Regions from separate parts of the Pan troglodytes genome. Here region 2 is linked to region 1. The links are chromatin contacts, called in public HiChIP or PLAC-seq maps. All regions are on one chromosome and are shown on one strand. The core of a region is the stretch at or near the end of the contact, and the rest is flanking DNA. Distances in the headings are between cores, read along the strand shown. Region 1 holds the start of ZNF75A (zinc finger protein 75a). Region 2 holds the start of CLUAP1 (clusterin associated protein 1).

Region 1 (3,491 bases), core at 560-3,059:
CCAACTTCCTATGTTATGAATCAGGCCTGTCAATGATATCCAAGGGCACTGCTTAGCACTGCTAGCAGAAATTCACTTATTCAACTTAATAAATTCTAATTATATATTCAGCATTGGGCCAGGTGATGAGAATCTTAATGCTGATGGCGTTACTGTCCACTGGTTCTGATAGACTGAGAATATTTACTGCTGATGAAGTCCCAACCTGGCTGAGATTTTAAGGAAATGAACCTACTTAGACACAAATTCAAGTGACTTAGGCAGATGCTCATTATTAAATCTGTTTATCTTTCTCTCTCACTTAAAAAGGATCAAGATCTATGCCTAAGAGGAGTTACATACCATCCCATCCAAAAGCAAAAATAGCATAATGGCCTGGTAATGGCCTCTCATCTTCATTCTCACCTTAAACTTACCTTAGATGAACTGCCATAGAAAGCAGCTCAGTCAAAAACGCTCAAATGGTGTTCCAGGATTTACTTTTTTGTTGTTTTTTTGTGTTTTTTTTTTTGAGACGGAGTCTCGCTCTGTCGCCCAGGCTGGAGTGCAGTGGCGTGAACTCAGCTCACTGCAAGCTCCGCCTCCCGGGTTCACGCCATTCTCCTGCCTCAGCCTCCCGAGTAGCTGGGGCTACAGGCGCCCACCACCACGCCCGGCTAATTTTTTTATGTATTTTTTAGTAGAGACGGGGTTTCACCATGTTAGCCAGGATGGTCTCGATCTCCTGACCTCATGATCCGCCCGCCTCGGCCTCCCAAAGTGCTGGGATTACAGGCGTGAGCCACCGCGCCCGGCCAGGATTTACTTTCTTAAATGCACTCTTTTCATTCCCATTCAAAGGACTCCAGTATAAGTGCCACATAAACTCGTTTTCTAACTTTTAAAACTCTTCCTCTAAATGCAGCCCAACTCAGTAAAAACGTACCTAAGATCTCACAGTCTAATGTTTCCAGCTTTTAAAGCCTTTACTCCTACCCTTCCCTCTGCCTGGAATGTGTCTCCATTCCCTGCTGTGGACAAAATCCCTCAAGGTCTTTTATAATTTCCCCCAACCCCAAATCAACTTGGATTTTCTTGGAGTTCTCACAGCATTCAGTTTATGTCCTATTCTTACCTTGTGTTACTGATATTCACGAAATTGCTCAGTCCTTTCAAGAGATTGCTTAAGGACAAAGACTTCTTACTCAACTCTGCAATACTGGCTACACATAGCTGACTTAATAAGTAGTCCCTTGACTGGTATAAGCTGACGTTACAAAAACTGGTAATTCCGAAACCACTCATACTGGACTTATTAAATAATCCCTCAACTGGTAGACTGACATTACAAAAACGGATTAATTCAGAGATCACCGAACACCCAAAACACTCAGATTCTTATAACTATGATTCAGTAAATATGTGTGGAATGCCTATCTTACCAGGTGACTATGTTAGGCGCTGCATGAGATATAAGATGAAAACAAGGTTCCCATTTTCCAGGGAAGAATACTGGAGTGGAAAACGCAGAGGATACCACAACAGGAGAGCTATTTCCGATTAGCGGCCGCCACTGCTGAGCTATGTGACCCTGAGCAAGTCACTTCTTAGGTCTCCGTTTCTCTGTCAAGGAGAGATAGAAAAAGAACCTATTTCACCGGTTCAAACCTACCTCAAGAAAAAATAGTTGTGGGGAATGCGTCACGAGACCTAGAAAACGGTACAAAACCCTCGGGGGGCCGTTGTTTCTGACCTGGCGAGTGGCCCGACCCGGACAAAATGCCTCTTCCTCGAGGAGGCGGCGACGAGCCCAGCAACAGCTCGAGCACGGCCGGCCGGGCCGCGGGAAGCCCGAGGACGCGGCGCGCGCAGCTGGGAGGCGACCCTTACCCGGCGAGGCTCCCGGGACCAAGCGCCGCCCGACAGCCACGCAGAACAGACGTGGCAGTGCGACGCCTCCCCCACTGGGGACACGAGACAGCGACAGCCACGCGGTGAGCCGGTACAAGGCCCTCTAGGCTTCGGCGGGTCTGGATACTCGGTGGCATTAACCCTTCCCTACCGCCGGGGCAGACGGCAGTTTCTCTGGCGAGGAAGTAGGCCGGGCTCAGGCGCCTTAGCCAGAGGGCGGGCCTGCGCGCACCCTCGGAAAGCGTCACTTCCACTTCCGGCCTGCGCTCGGGCTCTGTACCTGGACAGGGCAGCGGTAGGGCAGCGGCAGGCCAGCGGTGGGCTGGCGGTTGCGCTCCTCAGATCGGCGGCCTTCCGGGCGGTGGCTTGCGTTTGAGCCTCAGAAAGCGAGGAGCGGCCTCCACGGAAGCCAAGCTGGCCGAGGTAACCGAGAAGCGGCTTCCCCTATGGCTTCGACCCTGGAGCCGCTGGAGCGGCGGCGGCCGCAGGGAGGAGCCATTTTCCGTAGGCGGTGGCCGCGGCGCTTCCGGGCCGCGCGGCTGGAGCCTGAGGCGGAGCCACCGTCGGGCACGAGAAACCATTCTCTCCCCGCTTTTCGCAGCTGTATCCCAGAGGTGCGGCCGAAGCTCGCTGGGACACTGCCCGCTTGCCCAGTGCCCACGGGCACGCCTGTCGCAGACACAGGCTGTGGCGAATCCGAGTGCTGGCGGGCAGCAGTGCCTGCAGCTGCGCCCGCAGACCCTTTCCCGCCTCCGCCGGCATTTCCGTGTCCGGCCGATGTCATGCGGTCGGTTGAGCCTCAGGGCTAGCAGCTTCTACTGATGCAAAAACATAGGAAGTGTCTCTTTGCTTCTGGCACCGGGGTGGGCAGCAAGGAGCTGGCCACTTCTTTGAATACCGGTGGCATCCTGGGCAGAATTTCGGTGCCGTTTCTGCTGGCTCACTTCAGGAAAAGTGAGGCTCACGGCTCTCCTCAGCCCCCCTTAGAAGTCTGAATGACCGTTGGAGAAATACAAAGTCAGCAGAAAGTTTCACTTTCATTGTCACCAACTCCTGTTGGAGTTGATATTTCATAAACATCAGCGACAGAAAGAAAATACGACTTGATATTTTGTAAATAAAATATCCTTTTTTACAAGTTGATATTTTGTAAACACAGGTCAACTGTAATTTTTTCCAGATCAAGTAAGCACACTTAAAAATTCATATAGGCCTGGCGCGGTGTTTGACGCCTGTAATCCCAGCACTTTGGGAGGCCAAGATGGGTGGATCACGAGGTCAGGAGTTCGAGACCACCCTTGCCAAGATGGTGAAACCCTGTCTCTACTAAAAACACAAAAATTAGCCGGGCGTGGTGGCACGCGCCTGTAATCCCAGCTAGTCGGGAGGCTGAGGCAGGAGAATGGCTTCAACCGGGGAGGTGGAAGTTGCAGTGAGCTGAGATCACGCCACTGCACTCCAGCCTGAGTGACAGGGCGAGACTCCATCTCAAGAAAAAAAAAATTCGTATAAATCATCTGCATGGCACCCTTTATGTGTCTTGCAAAGAAGAATGATGAGCATCTTGTTGCTTGCTTGGGAGACATTGTCTGAAAATAGGC
Region 2 (3,491 bases), core at 314-2,813, 190 kb after region 1:
TTATCTAGATTTAATTTTTAGGTTTTTAACGTGTTACCTGATATTTTAGCCAGTTTAATAACTTCATAGTGATATCTCATTGTGGTTTAATATGCACTTCTCTAATAATAGCCTTGATCATCTCTTCATTTGCATATTAGCCATCCATATATCTTCTTTTGTGAAGTAGCTTTTAAAATGTTTTCTCCATTCTCTAATTAGACTGTTTCTCATTATTGAGTGTTGAGAGTTCTTTATACATTCTGGATACACGTCTCTTTATCAGATATGTGTTTTGTGCATATTTTCTTCTAGACTGTGGCTTATCTTTTGTTTTTCTTAATAACACGTGAAGCAACATTTATGGGAGGCCATTGTTTTGGAGCGAGCTCCTGCACAAGGTACCAACGGACCAGACCAAACCAGAATGGAATCGCTAGTGCAAGGTGCCACGTAATCAATGCGAACTTAGAGACAGGCCAGTCTGCCAAAACACAGAAGATTCACTGCAACCAACAAAAGGGGCCCTGTCCACCTAGGCTGGCATAAGGAAGTCCCCTCTGCTTTAACCCAAAGAAATGCATCTGAAATAACCTGATGCCAACCAATCGCTTTGTGCACTACGCTGTTTCCTTGTTCCTGCTCAAGCTACCTTACAAAACCCGGCTGCTGTGCCACGCCTGGCGGGGCATCTCCCCAGTTCACACGTGGAGGCCGCCCCTTCCTGCCGTCTCCTCGCGCCCCCATGCAGAGGCTAGGGCTGCCGGGACCCGCGCGGCGCGAGCGGCTCAGGGCCCCTTTCCGGCCTGTTGTGCAGCCCGAGCCGTCTGCGCTTGCGCGAGACCGAGGCCTGGCCTGCCTCTGGGCGCCCACAGTGATCCCGTCCTCCGCTCTGCAACCAGATTCCGACGAGGAGCGCGCTGTGCCTCAGACGGGGGAAGGCGGGCTTCCTGAGTATAGTGCTTTTTTTTTTTTTTTTTTTTTTTTTTTTTTTTGAGACAGAGTCTCGCTCTGTCGCCAGGCCGAAGGGCAGTGGCGCGATCTCGGCTCACTGCAACCTCTGCCTGCCGGGTTCAAGTAATTCTTCTGCCTCAGCCTCCCGAGTAGCTGGGATTACAGGTGTGCGCCACCACGCTTGGCAAATTTTTGTATTTTTTGGTAGAGACGGGGTTTCGCCATGTTGGCCAGGCTGGTCTCGAACTCCTGACCTCAAGTGATCCGCCCGCCTCGGCATCCCAAAGTGCTGGGATTGTAGGCGTGAGCCACCGCGCCCAGCCAAGCATCGTGCATTCTTTATAGAAATGAGGGGGAAATAAGCAATATGGAAAGCGCCTAGCGCAATATCAAGCACGTAGTAGGTACTCAGAGCCTGTCACCCAGCGCGAAACGTCCGCAAAGCGTGTAAACAGAGGCCCAGAAGCTGGGAAGCTTGCAGCCCTCATAGACGCCGCTATCGCCACGCCCTCTGCCCTCGGCGTCTCAGGAGCGCTCTCTGCCGGCCCGCTCTCCCTGTGCGTATGCACGTGCCGCCGCGCCTTCGCTTCGTTTTTTGTTTGTCCCTGACCGTGCGCCGTCCAAGGGTCCATTGGTTGCCATAGAGATCGGCGAGCGCTGGGCCTGTGATCGCTGAGGGGCGAGCAGTTGCGATCCTGGGCTCCTGGGGACCTGAGCGTCATGTCTTTCCGCGACCTCCGCAGTAAGGCAGCCCCGCGCCCCTGTGACCTGCGGGTCTTCCAGAGATTCAGGGCTCCCGCCCGCCGGGTCCCCTGTGTAGGCGATCCCTGAGGCTTGCGCTGCCGGAGGCTCCTTTCGGGCCTCTGCGCCTCAGGGACCGCCTGACCCGCGGCTGCAACCCGGCCGAGCGTCCCAGGCCCTTCTTCGGCCATTTCTAGCGAGGATGGAAAGTTCTCTATCTGCCACTGGCCGCGTGTGGCTCAGAACGCTTGAAATGTGGCTAGTGCAGATGAATAACTGAATTTTTAAGTGTAATTTATTTCTATTTGTGTAGCTGCATGCCGCTCTTCGCTACCGTATTGGAAAATGCATGGAGAGTTTAGAGACTATTTTGCCGAGGCGGGCGAATCACCTGAGGTCGGGAGTTCGAGACCAGCCTGACCAACATGGAGAAAACTCGTCTCTACTAAAATTACAAATTAGCTGGGGGTGGTGGCGGGCGCCTGTAATCCCAGCTGCTCGGGAATCTGAAGCAGGAGAATCGCTTTGGAGGTTGTGGTGAGCCGAGATCGGGCCATTGCACTCCAGCCTAGGCAACAAGAGCGAAACAACATCTCAAAAAACAAAAAACAAACAAACAAAAAAAAAACAACCAGCAACGAAACCGAGGAGAGGAGGCTGGGTGATAATCATTGCGGCTAACATTTTTTGAGTTTTAACGATCTGCCAGGGCCCGCTCTGTGTTATGCGCATCATTTCAATCATCCGAACAACTCTGTGCCCCCTGTATTTGGTAGTGAGGAAACGGGCACAGAGAGGTCAGGTAACTTGGGCAGGTGACACAGGCGGTAGGAGGTGGCACTGGGGCTTGAATTCAGGTTGCCTGAACTCCAGACATCCTGAACTCCATCTGCATCCTTTCTGCAGGGCTGGTAAGGAGAAGGGAGCTCGAATTCCTTTGCTAAGAGGGTGGGGAAGTGGAAGAATGAGGCTGAGTGTTGGTTACGGCTGGGCCCAGAAGGTCACGCCTGTAATCCTAGCACTTTGGAAGACCGAGGCAGGCGGATCACTTAAGTTCAGGAGTTCGAGACTAGCCTAGCCAACATGGCGAAACCCTGCCTCTGCTAAAAATTCAAAAAATTAGCCGGGCATGGTGGCGCACGCCTGTAGTCCCAGCTACTTGGGAAGCTGAGGCAGGAGAATTGCTTTATTCCGGGAGGCAGAGGTTGCAGTGAGCCAAGATGACACCACTGCACTCCACCCTGGGCGACGGAGTGAGACTGTCTTAAAAAAAAAAAAAGGAAAGGTAGATGATGATTGCCAATTTGGTGTGATCCGAGGGGTCTCTTAAAGAGCCAGTTTTCTCGTCCAATTGTTGGTGCCTGAAATTTTAGCATTAGAGATTACGCCTTTTGGTTATGAATTGCTCTTTTCTACAATGTAAAAATATCTAGGAAGACGCATTACCTTTTATCCATGCAGCCACTGAGCACCAGAGTGTGAATCCTGTCCTCTGGGATTTGAAGGTTTTTGGTGGCCACACATCATGCAGGATGAGGGTCTCCTCCCACATAGTTTTTAGAGAGGCCAACACCCTGCCGGGGGACGTAGAATGGGGTTTTGTTGGGAAGCGCATGCACGGAGATTTCGGAATATTTTGATCTTAAATTAATGCTCTGCAGTTGTGCAATGTATGGTAAGGATCTTACTCAAATTAGTGTCTATTTTGACAATAACACCGCAGCATTAACAGAACTTGACTAGTACCTAGTGGTCAGGAGTATTTAGGCAGTGCCTTACTGTGTGAAGGAAAGGCTGCTGATTTCTTTTCTTTTTTT

The links. HiChIP or PLAC-seq counts read pairs in DNA pulled down with a chosen protein or histone mark.
Region 2: a contact with region 1 is called in an H3K4me3 HiChIP or PLAC-seq map of stem cell-derived excitatory neurons, with 3 times the contacts expected there. The contact joins the promoter of CLUAP1 here to the promoter of ZNF75A in region 1. A contact is called at or near these places in 1 of 7 Hi-C or Micro-C datasets (stem cell-derived neural progenitor cells) and 1 of 1 datasets of contacts at active chromatin or transcription factors (stem cell-derived excitatory neurons).

The regions. Positions count from the first base shown.
Region 1 is chr18:5,961,581-5,965,071 of NHGRI_mPanTro3-v2.0_pri, forward strand. It overlaps ZNF75A (zinc finger protein 75a), which reads left to right and starts at 1,810. Exons shown (of 7, transcript XM_054668778.1): 1 at 1,810-1,973. TIGD7 (tigger transposable element derived 7) reads right to left here and starts at 2,091. Exons shown (of 2, transcript XM_054668777.2): 1 at 1,870-2,091. The coding sequence starts at 2,027.
Region 2 is chr18:6,149,566-6,153,056 of NHGRI_mPanTro3-v2.0_pri, forward strand. CLUAP1 (clusterin associated protein 1) reads left to right here and starts at 1,564. Exons shown (of 12, transcript NM_001280352.1): 1 at 1,564-1,675. The coding sequence starts at 1,654.